Linked DNA regions of Mus musculus: region 2 is linked to region 1. A link is a contact called in public HiChIP or PLAC-seq data. All regions are on one chromosome and are shown on one strand. The core of a region is the stretch at or near the end of the contact, and the rest is flanking DNA. Distances in the headings are between cores, read along the strand shown.

The links. HiChIP or PLAC-seq counts read pairs in DNA pulled down with a chosen protein or histone mark.
Region 2: a contact with region 1 is called in an HNF4G HiChIP or PLAC-seq map of pancreatic cancer cells. The contact joins the enhancer-like site here to the promoter of Serp2 in region 1. A contact is called at or near these places in 13 of 39 promoter capture datasets (the 3T3-L1 cell line, the C10 cell line, the HPC-7 cell line and 7 more), 11 of 484 Hi-C or Micro-C datasets (the HL-1 cell line, the HPC-7 cell line, Sertoli cells and 6 more), 8 of 115 datasets of contacts at active chromatin or transcription factors (embryonic forebrain, embryonic hindbrain, embryonic stem cells and 3 more) and 2 of 9 other capture datasets (embryonic stem cells and liver).

Annotation. Positions count from the first base shown.
Region 1 is chr14:76,555,185-76,558,328 of GRCm38.p6, reverse strand. Serp2 (stress-associated endoplasmic reticulum protein family member 2) reads left to right here and starts at 1,642. Exons shown (of 3, transcript NM_001160326.1): 1 at 1,642-1,898. The coding sequence starts at 1,815.
Region 2 is chr14:76,697,202-76,700,366 of GRCm38.p6, reverse strand. No RefSeq gene overlaps it. Among named protein-coding and RNA genes, the nearest start is that of 1700105F02Rik, 21 kb to the right of the region's middle. Within about 2 kb of position 1,311, at least 121 of the 459 cell types and tissues checked have an H3K27ac peak or open chromatin away from gene starts, as enhancers often do. A contact at or near this core is called in the HL-1 cell line, the HPC-7 cell line, embryonic fibroblasts and 4 more, where this site is marked.

The sequences.
Region 1 (3,144 bases), core at 393-2,892:
AAACAAGTGGGTTTCACGGGTCCTGCAGCCGCACCGCTCCCCACAGTGGTCCTTAAAATCAGGGACCAGAATAGGTCAGACTTAAGTGGTCCTGTGATGTTGGTGGCTGCTCATACTGTTAATGAAGCCAGTAGCTGCTCATTCAAGTGAAGAGATTTCTAACCAGTTGATAGAAGGGTATATTGGCTGGTTTTGTCTAACTTGACCCAAGCTGGAGTCTTCAGAGTGGAAGGAGCCTCCGTTGAGAAATGAGACTATGAGCTCCAGCTGTAAGGCATATTCTTAATTACAGATTGAAGGGGAGGCCCCAGCCCATTGTGGGTGGTGCCATCCCTGAGCAGGTGGGCCCAGATTCTATTAGAAAGCAGGTTGAGCAAGCCAGAAAAAGTAAGCCAGTCAGCAGCACCCTCCACAGCCTCTGCATCAGCTCCTGCTTCCAGGTTTCTGCCCTGCTTGAGTTTCATCCCAACAGAAACTCTAAGATAAACCGTATCCTAAAGAGCTCTTCCTAGCTTTCTACCCACATAAGAAATTCTACCCATACCAGAGCCTATTGAAGCATCCTCCAGGCACAGATAGATAGGATCAGAGATGCATCCGACATATCTGGTCTACACAGCTCTCACTCCTTACCCTTGAGTGCTATTTTGTATTGTCCTAACCCTGGACCACCTCTTCCCACTTCTCCAGATGTCCCTCCTGAGCTCCAAGGAGCCATATTTGTTGAGGAAAGATAAGCGGTTCAGCCCCCACTCCTCCCCTAGCTAAATCTCGGGGTCAGCATCTGGATATTCAAATATTGATTTTTGTCCTTTCACTGCAGAGAAACTCCCAATGCTGTCTGGGAGCTCACACTTAGTACCCCATAGAACAGGGATGCCTGAAGGTCCAAGATGCCCCAAGACAGTAGTGGTGGTGGGGCAGTGGGGGATAAGAGTCCAAGCCTGGTCAACACTTTGGTTATGGGCAGTGGCCATCCATTCTTCCTGTACTGTAGGCTCATGAACCCTTTGCCCTCTATGCACTCAGTGGTTTCTGGGGCAATCTGCTAGTGTGATGACCACCACTGCCAAGGTGAGGTCTGGTCCAACTCCACCCTCATCCACATTTTTCAGGGACCAGAAAGAGGCTTCTTGGCTCTTCGTCCCATGTCACAAAGGGTCTCTTTTTGCACAACCCAACTTGCCAAGTGGGGTTTCCTCAGACACCTAAAGGGCAGGTTCTTTTGGGGTGTTTCCCAACAGTACTACCCAAACCTGGCCAGGCTCAGCTCTGAGACTCAGCGCTCGATGCCTAGGGTCTAGCCTTCAGCTTGAAGCACCAGCGCCCCAATCCCTGCCTGTCCCGAGGTGGTCAGGAAACAGTCAGAGGTCACCAGGCTGGGTGCGGCTGCGTCCCCACCCCCCACGCACGCACAAACGCCGGGTCGCCCGAACCCTATGCCCCGCAGCGTTCGATCTCAGGACCCGGACACCCCGGGCCACGGTGCCCTTGGGCTTGGCGCGCGGCGCTGTGTCAGCGCCCGCCTCTCGCTTCCCGCCTCCTGCCTCGGTGGCCGCGCAGGGTAGGTAGCTGGGGGGACCGGAAGGATGGCGAGGAAGTCGGAGAGGGTTTCCTGAGATGAGAGATTACTTCCGTCCGCGCGCTGGCCTCTCTCTGGAGCCGGCTGGCTGGGGCTCCGGGAGCGGGGTGCGCGGGGCTCGGCCGTGCCTTGCCACCTGCAGCGCCCGGGCAAGCCGCGGGGCGCTGCGGCTACGGCTCACCCCGGCCATCGTTGCAGGTGGGAGTCGAGAGCATCCCCAAGCGCCCAAGCCATGGTGGCCAAACAGCGGATCCGGATGGCTAACGAGAAGCACAGCAAAAACATCACCCAGAGGGGAAACGTAGCCAAAACCCTGGTAAGGCGGGGGCGGCGCCGGCCGGGCCGAGCTGGCAGGACCCGCGGGGCGGAGCGGGGCGGGGCGGGCGGGCCGTGGGCTCGGAGCCAGGCCTCCCGGCCCCTCCTCCGGGGTCCCGCAGGCTGGGGGACCCAGCGGGGCTCTGGGGGGCGCAGACTGCTCTGCTTTCTCGTGGGCGGAGAGGGCTCTGGTTGGTGGAGACTCCCCAAGAGAAGGAGCCATCGTCCTTGAAAAAGGCTAAAAGCTGCATCTTAGGGGCCAGTGAAGCCAACTGGGCTGGGAGCCTACTAAGTGAATGAATGAACGAAAGGATGAACGAATGATAGAATGCCACTTATCCACAGCTTCCAGGCTCCGCCCCTGGACTCTCTCCCCACCCCCATGCTAAGATTTTTCTTTCCACCCTTTTTGTGATCGTCTGTCTCTTCTCCCTGTGTGTGTGTGTGTGTGTGTGTGTGTGTGTGTGTGTGTGTACATATATATTATATATATGGTATAAAAGTAGGGCGTGAGATTCCGAGCTACATTTCTCTTCACCCTCCTCTTTCTCTTGCAAACTGAAGCCGCCTCAGCCAAAGCTGAGTGCATCGTTACTGCCTATAATTCACCGTATGGATTCTGGCGCATTATGATGCTGTAACTGTAGCGACCAGCTTAGTGCCCGAGGTTCTTTGCTCCCAGACTGTGTATTAAAGCTTTACCCCTGGAATCTTAAGTAAACTGTGTACCTTAAGTGCAGAGATTTCCTTTAGGAAACCAAGTTATCTGCTCCAGAAAATGTCAGGCCTGTGACTTTGAACCATCCAAGGCTTGTGTGGGTTTGCATCGTTGCGAAGAACTGGTTTGCAAAGGCGCCTGGAATCTATTAGCCCATACGATTATGGGGAAGTCCAGCCGAAGCTTGGGTTTGTCTGGAAACGCAGACTTGATGAGGCAATGCCTTTTAGCAAAGAAATTATGTTGGTTTGATTAACTGAGGGGAAAAGCTGGCTGTGTAGTCATCACACCGGAATTCTTGTTAAACCAAGCAGAATTGTGGCAGAGAAGCCATGGCGTCAAACTACTCAGAGCTTTGTACACAGCCCCAGGCTGAGGTAACCCTTAAAATTCCTTCTTTTGGGGAACTAGAGCATTTAGCTATGATTGGAGGGGACAAAATGCCAAGGCGCCATAGAATGGGAACCATATTTTTCGCAGGAATCTGTTTCCCCTATGAGGTTTTATTACTGGGTCAGGGCAGGGAGCC
Region 2 (3,165 bases), core at 62-2,561, 140 kb before region 1:
GGAGTCAAACATCTGAAATGGTGTTTTACTAATAATTTCAAAAAAATTATTGCGATAGGAAGATGACTAACACAACATGTGGTTTGGGTTGCTGAGGAGAGTAATATGATGTGTAGACATGAGTAGAATACGTATGTGTAGATACTATCTAGTATATTTATATATTAGATAGTATATATATATATATATATATATATATATATGAAATACATAGACAGTATATGTATATACCAAATGAGTCCCACACAGAAAAAAAAGGAGGGGAAGAAAGTATCAGACTGCATTTGACATTTCTATCAACCCATCCCCCATTCTCCTCATCCCCCTTAAACATAGTCCCCAACAAATTATGCTCAACACTTATTCATATTGAAAATAAAGTGATTAAATTTCAGAGTTCACTCTAGATCAGAGTTGGTAATCTTTGATACTCTCCTTCCCCTGTCACTAAGGAGGGAAGCTTCTGGTGTTTTGTTGTCACTGCTTATTCTGTTTGTGCCATACTATATAGATTAGGCCTCAGATCGTGTACGTAACAGGTAATCAATCAACCAATCAATCAACCACTGAGATTCTTCTTGGTGGTGGTGGTTTTTTTGTTTTGTTTTGTTTTGGGGGGATTTTTTTTTTTTGAGGCAAGGCTTCACAAAGTTGCCTAGATCGGCATCAAACTTTATCCTTTTGAATTTGTTATCCTTCAGCCTTCTGCGTAGCTTAGAGAAGAGGCTGCAAGGCCTCCTCTTCTGAATGACTCTTGACCAAGCTGTTTCCTCAGGGAGCAAGCTGACATCTTCCGGGGGTTGCACATGCTGTTCCTAGGTTCTGAGGAGTGACACAGCCAGTTGTACCCAAGACCCTTGGTACAAAACCATGGTGTAAAGAGGTCTTTCCAGTAGTCCTGTGTCCTCCCTCCCTCCCTCCCTCCCTCCTTCCTTTTTTCCTTCCTTCTCCTTGAGTACGGTAAGAACCCAGGGAGCCTTGGACTTGGGCAAGATTACACCACCTTACATGCACTTACCCTTGAATAGCAAGCTACCCTGCGCAGCCTGTGCCACCTTCCATCCTCTATGGGGCTGTCCATACAGGCCCTCAAGGGCAGCCAGCTACAGACCCACCACTGACTGTGGTAACCATCCCATAGAAACAAAGCACAGTACAGTAAAGTCCTTCTCCATATGCTAAGCAAAGATGTAGTACACTAAGCGAAGCAGCCAGCAGATAATCATTTACTTCAGCCATGACCTTTGTGTTGAAGGTAATTAGAATGATTAAGCACCTGCTGGCTGAGGCGATGTTGAAACTGAAATTCTCTGGGCCTGACTCAAGGCTTTTCAACCTTATTCCCGTTCCTCTCAACCCTATGGGGAGAGCAGGGCTCCTGTCATAACAAACAGGGAAATCCCCATCTCAGGCCTCCTGCCTTGAAACCCTGCACCAGGCCAGTGTTTTCCTTTGTCATTGGAGGTTTGTTTACTTGCTGGGCAAAGAGAAGCCTGCAAGCATGTACTTGAACCCAGTGGAAGCAAAGCTGTAGGGATCAAATAGCACTGGGGGTGGGAGGAACCAAGGCCAAAGGCACCAGCAGAGTCTAATCCCAGAAAGTGGCTGCAGCTGTGCTCCAAGGCTGTCATCCTTTTCTTACTGGAACCCTTGGGATGTTGTTTATTTCCTATCTGGACTTACATGAGCGTGCCAGCCTAGGGTACTAACGTCACGGTGAGGTGAGCTGCCCTCCTTTCATCAATGTTGATTTTCATTTGGACTCCTCCATTTTTGGCAGGACATAGCTCTGCCAACGTTTTTTTGTCTTCTGACCACGGCCTTGAGAACTAACCCCCTCCACCGAGCTCCACCCCAGCTTATCCCCCAGCTTCCCGTGAGAAATCAGAGACTTAAAGATGATCAAGTTCACAGCGATGCTTAATTAAAACTGTTTCTCTTGAATGGACTGGAAGATCCTCTGAGGCCAACAGGAGAGGAGAAGGGAGTAATAGAACTGGGTAGTCTAAAATGTGCAGTGAAAGCTGAGATTTGCAGGCACAGTCACGCAGAAGGCTTGGATTGGCGTGTTTAGACACTGGGAGCCAAATTCTCCCCTTGACTGCACTCTGTGCCTCTTGTCCTTGAGCTAGCGTGGGGGACACACAGTTTCCACCTTTCCAGGATGCAGAAACACACGAGGTCCCCAAGAGATGGAGGCTCCGCCCTTATCGAGCAAGAGGAAGGCAGTGTTACCACAGGAAGCAATTAGTATGAGGCCCCGAATGGGAAGAGTTCCTGGAATCAGAGAGGTGAAGGAGGAAGAAGGAGAGAGGGAGCCAGTGTACTGTCCAGGGAGGCCTGGGAATCCCAAAAGGTCTCAAGTCCGTACTTCTTTTCAATTATTGTCAAAAACAAAAAAAAAAGACCCCAAACAAACATGTACAGGCTTTAAAATGGGACCATGTAAGAACCATGTAAGAATCAGACTTTACTAAAATTCATTGAGAAATTCAAAGATCAGAACACAACAAACCTGAAATTCTAGTGCCTTCCCCTCACACACTTCATCTTTTGCTCAAGGAAGAGATGAGTCTTCAAGACCTGCTTACAAAAGTACCCTACACGTGGAAGACACTCAACAAAGGCCTACTCTAACTCTGAACAACGACTTTGGTTACCATTATTGTACCTAGGCTGTGTTCAAGGAGCTTGTGTGAACACACAAAGTATACGTAGGATGGTAAATAAATCCCAAGCCAGATTCTGCTTCTCTCCAAAGCTTCACATAAGTAGGCAGAGCAAAACACTAAAGGCCACCGGTGTGGCTAAGAGTAGACCCAAACAGACAGTTACCATTCCTCCTTCTCTCGGTGGTATAGAGATGCTAATAATTGTGCTTGGTGATGGAGGGGGACATTAGGAGGAAAAAAAAAGCAAAATCCATATCAGGAAACACACACATGCACACACATGCATGCGCATACGCACATACACACATACACAAGCACACAGATGCTATTTGTATTCAAATTTGTCCAGGTGTGTGTGTGTGTGTGTGTGTGTGTGTGTGTGCACATACATGCATGCACATGCACACACATACATGTGCATACCTACATGGAAGCATGCATGTGTGCGTGTGCTTGTGTTTTTAACGTGTGTTTGGGGGGCTGCTATTTGGTG